Regions from separate parts of the Hordeum vulgare genome. Here region 2 is linked to region 1. A link is a contact called in public Hi-C data. All regions are on one chromosome and are shown on one strand. The core of a region is the stretch at or near the end of the contact, and the rest is flanking DNA. Distances in the headings are between cores, read along the strand shown.

The links. A called contact is a pair of places that touch in the nucleus more often than the background predicts.
Region 2: a contact with region 1 is called in a Hi-C map of seedling, with 4 times the contacts expected there. The contact joins the promoter of LOC123449047 here to the promoter of LOC123449041 in region 1. A contact is called at or near these places in 2 of 6 Hi-C or Micro-C datasets (leaf and seedling).

Annotation. Positions count from the first base shown.
Region 1 is chr4H:481,335,916-481,341,001 of MorexV3_pseudomolecules_assembly, reverse strand. It overlaps LOC123449041 (tropinone reductase homolog At5g06060-like), which reads right to left and starts at 2,434. Exons shown (of 5, transcript XM_045126110.1): 1 at 2,225-2,434; 2 at 1,922-2,129; 3 at 1-18. The coding sequence starts at 2,328.
Region 2 is chr4H:482,248,460-482,253,545 of MorexV3_pseudomolecules_assembly, reverse strand. LOC123449047 (serine/threonine-protein kinase ATG1c-like) reads right to left here and starts at 2,492. Exons shown (of 13, transcript XM_045126117.1): 1 at 1,936-2,492; 2 at 1,452-1,569; 3 at 1,310-1,368; 4 at 1,098-1,162. The coding sequence starts at 2,187. LOC123449044 (digalactosyldiacylglycerol synthase 2, chloroplastic-like) reads right to left here. Exons shown (of 5, transcript XM_045126114.1): 3 at 4,826-5,086; 4 at 3,993-4,342; 5 at 2,890-3,815. The coding sequence ends at 3,320.

The DNA.
Region 1 (5,086 bases), core at 1,185-3,684:
TGTCCCCACATTATTTACCTTCAAGAGAAAATGAAGAAAGTCAGAGCAAATTGGCACAATCGATACGCAGACTCAAGGTAAGTGGCCATCAAAGTGAGTAAACATTTGACTAAGCTTCTACAGGAGATTCAGTAGTTAGTTTCATTATGTTCGGTGCTCCGTTGTTTACCTTAAAGACTAAGTGAAAGAAGACAGCACAAATCAGCACAAGCATTCAGGTTATGGAATCAACACTAAAAAACACAGTGGGAACTAAAATGGAGATCCAACAACCAGTTCATCTTGAAGGATCACCCTGCAGTCCTGTACTCTGACAAAACCCAGATTTTGGTGGAATGACCTGTATTTGAATAAAATGCAGATCTCCAAGGAAAATCTTTTTTCCCTGAATGGACAACAGGAGCACTGCCCATTCAATAAGAACGGTTCATTTTTAGAATGCACATATGTAACAAGCAACTAAACCATTTTGGTCAACTAGAGAAGCAAATGACCTAAACGCCATACATTATCATCAGAAACAACACGCTGGAAGGTAAAGAACCTAAACACCAGCCATTATCATCAGAAGCAACATGCTGGAAGATAAGTGCTCACGCATTCACTGCTCAAACACCGAAAATGAGACCACTCCATCTAAGAAATGATGTCTATCTGGATAAACTTTGGGCCGCTGCTCCACCAGTCAGCTAACCTGCCCTGGATGGTAGCTGTCTTGGGTCAGCTGCTCAAGATTGGACCAGGTCACCACCTTCTTTGACACCTGCTTGGAGAAGCTACAATCCATCACGCATACTCAGCTGATTTAGTTTCCACCCTGCATAGGTTCAATCCACTTGTTTCTGTCAAGAGCACAGTGAACCTTGCTATTCCTGAATCTCACCCCACTACTAGCAATGGCACAATCTCCACCGCCACCTTCCCATGAAGCCATCTAGATTAAAAGAACTTGGCTGTCTGGTCGTCTCCCATGGTTACCAAAGCCGTGGCACTGAAGAGGGCCCGATCGACATTGTTGCACGGGACAGTGTTGCCCATCCAAGGTTTATCAAGATCCGTCTATTCGGACCATCAAAGGAAAATATTGATCTATTAGATTTAACAAACTTCACCAACGCACCAAAAGTCTAACATCAGGTTTTGCATCTGTCGTAATAATAGTACAGCCATCAACACATCTCATTCAACCTTGTGTTTACAAATTTTCAGATCTTGAATTCGACTGTTTTATGCAGCATTATTAAGATATGAAATATCATTTCATTGGGAATGTCTGTCTGCAGTGTGTTTTCGTGAAATCAACATGTTATATATGCTTACCTGAGAGAAAAGACGCATCAACTCAAACACATGATGTTGAAAGTGAAGAAGGCTCCGTAAATAAACACATGGACATGATTGATAGCGAGAGGCGGACAGGTGAGAGCCTTTGTACTCCCTCCGTTCCTAAATATAAGTCTTTCTAGAGATTTTACTATAAACTACATACAGATGTATATAGACATACTTTAGAGTGTAGATTCACTCACTTTGCTCCGTATATAGTCCATAGTGCAATCTCTAAAAAGACTTATGCTTAGGGACGGAGAAAGTAGTTCGCAAGCTACATCCGGCGATGATTGCACGGACCAGTGGATGTAGTACTACTTGACTTTCCGAAGGGCTCCGTGTTTGATTTTCCATGTTCCGTGCTTCATTTATCTCCATATTATATACTGTTTCATTTGTAGGATGGGGAAGTACATGGGCATTTAGGGGGTGAGTTTCAAGTTTCAACTACGCGTGTGTGCTTGACTGCAACTCACAGCAGGCTGGTATTCCCAGAGAAGTAAAAGACGATAATACTGCATTTCTGACGAATGGATAGGATCGTAGGAACAAGAAAGAAGAGAAATGAACATGCGATCTGGTTCCAACTCACGAGGATGTTGAGCTTGCCTCCGAAGCGTTCGGCGACCTCGCCAATCAGGCGCTCCCGCTGCTCCCGGACGGAGAGGTCGCAGACGGAGGTTGTGACGCGGAAGCCCCTGGCCTCCCACTCCTTGAGGCGCTCGCCAAGCTCCGCCTCCTTCCGGGAGCAGGTGTGCACGGCCGCCCCCAGCGCGGCAAGCTCCTCCACCACCGCACGCCTGCGCATCACACGGGCTATTCAGGCCGGCCATCGAGGGAAACTCTCGGGGTTTGGGGCGCTGCTGGTGAAGAGAGAGAGGTGTCCGAGGGGTACCCGATCCCGCGGGTGCCTCCGGTGACGAGAGCCGTTTTGCCGTGAAGAGACCACCGTCCTGGAGCGCCCGGCTGGCTCGATCCCGACGTCTCCGCCGCAGCCATCGGCCCGCCAACCACCCGCCGCTCTCTTCGCCTTCTGTGCTTATCTGTGAGGAACAAGTGGGCGGAGATGAACTCAACTGGTACACACTGAGAGTGAGGTATTATGGACCTGTTTGGATCCTAGGGTTAGAGCATCTCTAGTAGAACCCTTAAATCCTTAAATCTAAAACAGTTTTAAGGGTTGAGAATTGATAATTTGTAACACTTTTAAGGGTTAAAAACAGAGGCAAAGACTAGAATCCTCAAACCCATTCCGTTATAAGGGTTGGGTTTGAGGGTTCTAGTCTTTGCCCCAACCCCAACCCTTAAAACTGTCATTTCATATATCACACATTTCATCATATGACATATCACAAATTCAATCACATTTGACATAAAACAATAATCATTCTAGTTATTATTACACCACCGAATAAAACAATAATCATTCAAATCATTACAACAATGTTTGAGCAAATTACAACAATTGTTCGAATCAAATAGGACATAGAAAAGTAAAACAAAAATACATCATGGGCCAATGCGCCGTTCATCCAAATGCAGTGGTGCTCTACTAGATCATCCCGGAGCCGACCATGAGTGGTTCCATCCTCAATCTCACGATGTGCTTGAAGAAAAGCTTGTATGCGAGAAGGATTTCTTTCCGGTTGCACACGGGTATCAACATTGTCATAGAAACAAGGCAGGTTTAACCCTCTCTCATCCTCTAGGATCATGTTGTGTAGAATCACACAACATTTCATGATGTTCATCAAGGTTTTTTTGTTCCAAAACCGAGCTGGACCCCGAACTATGGCAAACCTTGCTTGCAAAACACCGAAAGCTCTCTCAATATCTTTGCGGGCTGCCTCTTGTGCCTTGGTGAAATGAGCCTGTTTTCTTGTTAAGGTGTAGTGCCCCAAGTGTAAGATTTTCCCTTTTTGTAACCTTCCATGTGGGACCACCTTGACTTTGTCATGAGGGTTATCTATGCATGTATGATTTCATGTGTCACCTTGTGTTCTTCTTTTGCATGCATGCATCCATGTCATACCATCCTTGCCATACCTTATGATGCTATGTCTTGATATGATTGCATGTGATCTTGCTAGGTGTGATTTATGTGATCTTGTGATTTCATGCTTGTGTGGCTTGAGTGGAGTGGTGCATGTGATAGTAAGTGCTTAGGTTTCAAAACCATCTCCACCCCTCCTCTCTAATTCTCCTATGTCTAGATTCCCTTCTCCCTTCCCTCTTTTAAAAATGCCCATGGTTTAGCAGGTTATGTGTGGGATATGGAGTGGTGGGTTTGCTATTTTTAAAACATGTTTTGAGGGGCATATAATTACAAAACAGACCAAGTAAATTCTGTTTTGTAAAATATTTACGTGCTCCTAAACTCTTGTTTCTATTTTTATTAATTAGGTTTAGATTTTACATGTCCAATGCAAGTGTCATTTCTATTTTAGCACTTGTAGTTTATCTTGGGCTTTTCTTTTCTCCCTGTTATTTCTGTAAATAGGAATAAGCTTAGGATGTTTTTCTTTTCTTCCTTATGTGGCGCCTAAGGTGGGCTCCCTCTCCCTGGCGGCCCATTCCCTCTCTTTCTCTCGCTGCAACTCCTCTCCCTGGCCCGTAACTCTTCGTTGTAGCAGCCCAGCTAGCGGCGCATCTTCTTCTTCCCCGACGTCATGCACGTACGATCAACGCTCCACCACTGATCTCCCTTCCCATCGATCTGGTGGCTCCAAGTGTGCCTCCCGAGGATACTTAAGCGACCGGCCCTCCTCCCCGCAACCCTAGGGCGCCGTTTTCCCCTCCCCTCGTCCCTCGTGCCGTCAAGGCAGGACCCCGAAGGCCGCCATGAGAGGAGCTCGATGAGCTCGTAGCGGCAGCAGGAGTCGACTTCTCGCCCCGTCAGCAGTACCAGGAGGACGCGGTGGCCGAGGAGGTCACGTTCCCGCAGCCACCCGACGGCTTCCTCCTCGACATCCTCGACGTCCTCGACGTCCTCTTCTTCCCCGACCGGCCACCTCCTCTGCATCGGCTCGCTCCCCTCCTTCCTCTCCGTTCGTTCCCGTAGGTGAGCCGAGGTGAGCTGTAGTGCCTTTTTCGCTCCCCCTCTCGGCGTAGCGTGCGTAGGATAGGAGCGGCCGACGCCTTGTCGGAGTAGACGCTAGACCACGGCGTCAGTGCAGCAGCAGCTCCGGTGCAGTGACATGGTGCCAAGCGGGCACCTTTTCCCGTGCTTAGTGCGAAAACGGAACCCCTGGGTTCCCCGCGTCCCCCGCCGAGGTTTCTTCCTGCCGTAGATGGTCGTGAGAGGCGCCGCCAGCTCCCTCTGGTTCGGTCGCCGGCGGGACGCCTCGTAGCAGCAGAGAGGCCTTCTTCTATTTTCACAACGCGGATGTGCCAGTCGTCGAGTCGTAGCGTAGTGGTAGTGGTGCGTGTGCCTGATGAGGAGGGCGTGGGTTCGAGTCCCCCCCTCGGCACTGTCTTTTGTTTGCTTGTTTTTCGGTTCAGAGGTCTTCAGGGAAGCCTTAACCTGTGCTTTTCCTTCTCCTGTCAACGGCAGTAGCAGTAGCGCAGTGGTTGTGGGTGGTGTGTTGCACGAGGGGCTCTGGGGTTCGAATCCCAGAGAGACCCCAATTTTTTCCCTTTTCTTTTTTTCTGATTTTTTTGTTTTCCCTTGCTTTGTTTGCTACTCTATGCCTAGATCAATGGGTTACAAATGCCCTCATGTATTTTTTTTCCTGTTGTTTGTTAGAGGAGTGAGAGA
Region 2 (5,086 bases), core at 1,243-3,742, 910 kb before region 1:
ACATCCATTTGAGCGACAAGTAATTCCAGACGGAGGGAGTATTTTGCAATTGAAACTGAACACTGACCTATTAGTGCAGGATACACATCAGTTAAGAAAGGAGCAGACCCGTTTGGCCATGGCATGGTGTCTATTCCAATATTCCGGTCCACATCAGTTGACATAGCGCTAGTCGCTCGGGAAAAGAAAATCAAATAACAGTGAAAAACAAGCAGAAGCTGGTGGATCCCACAAAGAAATGCAGCGGCAAGAAATGAAGGTTGCCGTATGTCATTCTGATGATATGTAGCATGCTAAGAGCATCACTAGTAGTACCCTCAAACCCTCAAATCCTTAAAAAATAATTGCTTTTTTACAGTTTGCGAGCAAAAAAACGCGTAGACTAGAACCCCTTAACCCTCAAACCCTCAAAAAAATTTGAGGATCCAACCCTCAAACTCCCTCCCAACCTGTAGAAGTGAGGGTTGGGGAGCGAAAACTACCCCAGCCCTCAAACCGTTCCATCGTCGCGCGGGAGGGACTTTTCCCCGTCCCCAACCGCCGCCGCCATTCCGGCCACCCGCCCGCCGCCATTCCGACCGAGCCGCGCGACCGCCCCCGCCGCCCCAAGCCGCCGCCGCGCCCCGCCCCCTCGACCTCCCCCAGCCGCCGCCCCCGCACCAGGCCGCCTGCCGCGCCCCGCCCCCCATCCGCCCGCCGCCTCCCGCAGCCAGAGGCAGGCCGGCCCCAGGCCTCCTCGAGCTCTCCTCGCCGCCGCGCTAGAGGCGAGACGGGCCAGAGGCAGCCGCGCCGCCCCGAGCTCTCCTGTTTTTGCCCCTGTTTTTGTTATAAGGGTTGGGTTTGAGGGTTCTAGTCTTTGCCCCTGTTTTTCAACCCTTAAAAGTGCCAAAAAATGCAAATTCTCAACCCTTAAAACTTGTTTGAGGGTTTGAGGGTACTACTAGTGATGCTCTAACACTATGTTACATGACATCCACTAGAACAAAGATTAAAAGCAGGGATTTGTGATTCAGTTCACTAAATCAAGGTCATGTGAGGAAAGTAGCAACTAATGTTCTATCTCCAAAAATGAATGAAACAGAACAGGAGTAACTCACTTTGCAAACCCGAAGTCAGCAATCTTTAAGATGGAAGTTCCATTATTTGAAACAAGAAGAATGTTCTGTTTGGACAAGCATAAAAAATCATAATTCAATGGTTTGATAAAATTATCAAGCAACTATATTGAGAGATAGCATTTCTTTTGTGAGACTCTTGATCAGGAAATACACAGAGAAATGTAAACCAACAGTTGACAGCGATAACTGACCTGTGGTTTAAGATCCCGATGAACCACATTACTTTCACGAAGTTTCTGCAGACCACATGCTGCAGAAACAAAAGATTTATGAACAAGGCACATGACATGAATCAAGCATGGGAAGGAACGGTAGATGGCGGAAGATACTTGCCTAGCTGCCGAATGAAATGCTTAGCAACAGTTTCAGGAACCCTTTTATGCCGTAGAAGATATGCGTACAAGTCACCACCTCGACAATACTCCAATATGAGATATATCCTCCCACCATCCTAAAAGACATACACACGACATATATCACTTCATTGTCAATAAGGAAAAACAGTTATTCTTCTGGAATCTACTACTGAGGATAAAAATTAAATTTTGCTCAATTCTTCAATTTTTTCCCTGAATCTATGTGGATAGGACTAGGAGGAGGGTGGAGACATCAAGTTCCAACGTATCCTTTGCTTGGGTTGTCTACCAAGCGAGCATTCCAAACCAAATCGAACTAGAGATCGCCATCAGCGGGTCCCAATTCTAGCATATATCAGGCTAATAATGCACAGCAGACATCGGCATAAACAAGTAAACAAAAGTAACAGATCGAAAGCAATTGCGCAAGAGAGAGAGAGAGAGAGAGAGAGGTACCCTACCCTAATGGAGTCGTGGAGCGCGATGATGTTGGGGTGCGTGATGCGGCGAAGGATGTCGACCTCGGAGAGGAGGCTGTCGCGGAGCTTGGCGCTGAGGCGGTCCATGGCGATCTCCTTGACGGCCACCTCGGTGCCCCGCGCGACGTGCTTCCCGAGCCAGACCTGCGAGTAGGCTCCCGACCCGATCGGGCGCAGCAGCACGTACTCCCCCACCCGCCGCCCGCCCCCGCCCCCGCCGCCGCGGTCCTCCATCCCCCGCCTGCTCGGGGGCTCTAGGGCGCCGTCGCGATTTACCCGCCCGGCGCTGGGGGAGGAGAGGAGGGACTCGAGATTCCGGCGCTGGGGGAGAAGGGAAGCAACCGTGTAGGCGTTGGTGTTGCTGCGGAACAACAACGTGAAGACGGAGCAGAGAAGAGGAAAAAGAAAATGAGAAGGACTTGTTCACTCGGCGGCGTGCGTGGTTTCGATGGTTATCCCTATCCGCTGCCCTCGCCAGATTCCCCAGTCTTTTGCAAGATTCTCCCTCCCTCCCCTCTCCCTCTCCCTGCTGCCGGAATATCATATATCCGCTTCTGCGTCATCAATCATGTATTCATGCTGCTATACTATTTTGTTTATTTTCTCTATATATAAAAAAAGTAAACCCTCTATTTCGAATTATTAGATGTTTTATTACTGTATAAAAATATAATCAGATGTGTGTAGACGCGTTTTAGTGCGTGTGTTTGTCTTGACTATGAATTTGGTCGGAATCGTCGTGTGAGGTGGACGGAGATATGTGTATAGGACGGATGATGCGTCGAGCGGGGGTCAATTGCTACCAGAAGGAAACACGACGCCTCACGTCATCGCTTGCTGGTTGGTGCTCGCTCCCGCTGCTGCTGCTCGGCAGTCGGCACGTAGGCCACCCGACCAAAAGCACACTCCAGGTTTTAACAAGTGGCACACAAGAACGAAGCAATATGCCAATATATACATACAAGACTTTTTCAGATGGGCGAAGAGCGGCAGCACATGGAATTGTTGCGGAACACAAGCGGGCTTTACACGGCAGTACTTGTCACGCATGTTACAGAGCATACATGCCACATGAGGAAGTGACTTCAACTTTGCAAATTTACAGGAGCACTCCTCACCTGCTGTTAGACTTCACAATCGCCAGACACGGATATGATGCATTAGAGGAACCTGATGGACGCCACCAAGGAAAACTGCAGTTTCATCACACCGGAAAAGCAAAGCAAGGGCCTGTCAAAAGTCAAACGGCAATCCTTTTCAGAGCACAGATGTCTCCGTTTCAGAGTTAGTTCCCTGAGCCCCCCAACTGAACTGCAATTAGTTGTAAACTCGTATGATCGACGGCAACGGCATGGAGGTGGAAAGGCTATAGCCCCTGGGGTCTCCACCCGAGCTCCTTGCACTGCTGTTCATCGGGCTGCAGGCTGTTCGGTATCGCGCCAAACACGCAGCGGGCGGCTTCAAACCCGGAGATGGTGTTGTGAAAGAATGCCGACGCCTCTTCCATGTTCTTCTTCAGCTCATCCGGGTTGATGTACATGAAACGCTGCGACGAGGAAGGGTGCTGCTTGGCGGGCGTGGCTGGTGCGATATCCGCAACCCTGACAAACCTCTCTGTCGCCGCCTCCCAGGAAAGCTCATGCCTCAGTTCCTCTGTCAGTGGGATCGGCTCTTCTGTCAGTGCTTTCATGGTTAGCCTCACAAACTCTTTCTCCATGCTGTACATGTGGCAGTTGGGAAATCTTTTGAAAAACTCGTTCGAAGGATGGTTTGCGCAGATCACAATCTTCCCCATCGCCAAGGCTTCTGCAGTTGTGGTGCACACTACATCTGTTGTGCTTGGGTTTATGAAAACCTTGTAGCTGAAACAAACAATAGAATATAACTCAGCTGGATTAGAAATAAATTGATGACATAAAGCACTTGTCATGAAATGAATAGCTCGAACTAGCACTAGTAGCTACCAAAACGCTTGTGTGGCCCCTTTGGTGCACAGGAAAAAAGATAAATTAAGGAATAGGGAAAACACAGGATCTCACTCGTGAAATATTGAATCTGCATGGTCGCGACCAGGATAGACTCTAACGTCCAGATTGAGTTTCTCAGCTGATGCTTTAACTTCATCTGAATCTTCTCCACTGCCATACAGCTCCATCTTGAGACCAGACAATTCCTTTTGGTGCTTCTGAAGCAGGTGGAGCAGCTCTGTGTAGCCTTTACTCCAGACCATCTTTCCAATATAATATGCACCCTTGAAGAATGATTGCTCTCTTTGAGATATTTGTTGATGCTTTAATTTGCCAATTTCAATAAATTTCGGGTTTACTCCATGAACATTACAAATTACAGATCTCGGGACTTCCTGAGTTGCTCCCGATAATCTTATAACCTAGATAAACATCACAGGCAACAAAAGGTCAGAAACTGCACATAACAAAATATTAAAAAATAGACAAAGAAACTATTGTCCTCAAGAAGAGAAAATGGAGCACATGTTTGCATACCAAATCATGGATGGAATGATGTTCTTGTACCAATACATATATGAATTTATTGACCAATCATGAATGCATTACAGCAGTGCATTATGCAGTTGCCATAATGGTTTACGGTGCAGATAACAAGTGGGGCAGCCCTAGGTAGACAATAACTGCCAAAAAATATGGACCAGCTTTGTCTGAATGCTATACAAATATGGTAATTACATGTATGCTATCGATGTTAAATTGGCGACTATGTATCCATGAAATCATCTATAAAGATATTCAGCTTACTGAGAGGTTTCATAAAACCAACTGGATGTTAATACTTAATGAAATGCTTGAAATACAATGAGGTGACGGTAAACAGAATAGAAAATAAAACTGCTAACCTTATGGCAGTAGATGTCGGTGACCCAAGAATTGATATGTTTTAAGAGAAATGCGTGAATGTACCCATTTCTCTCCCTCTTCACGTATTCCAGATAGTTGGTGTGAACAACACCTATAACTTTACGGAATTTGTTTTTCCACCTCCGGCCATGATGGTACCAGGTAAGATGTTCTGGCTCTTCTAGAACTGCAATATCTGCGTTTTCATCAGATATCGTCTCGGTTATATCCCCAACAGGTAGAATGCTTCTTTTCTCTGT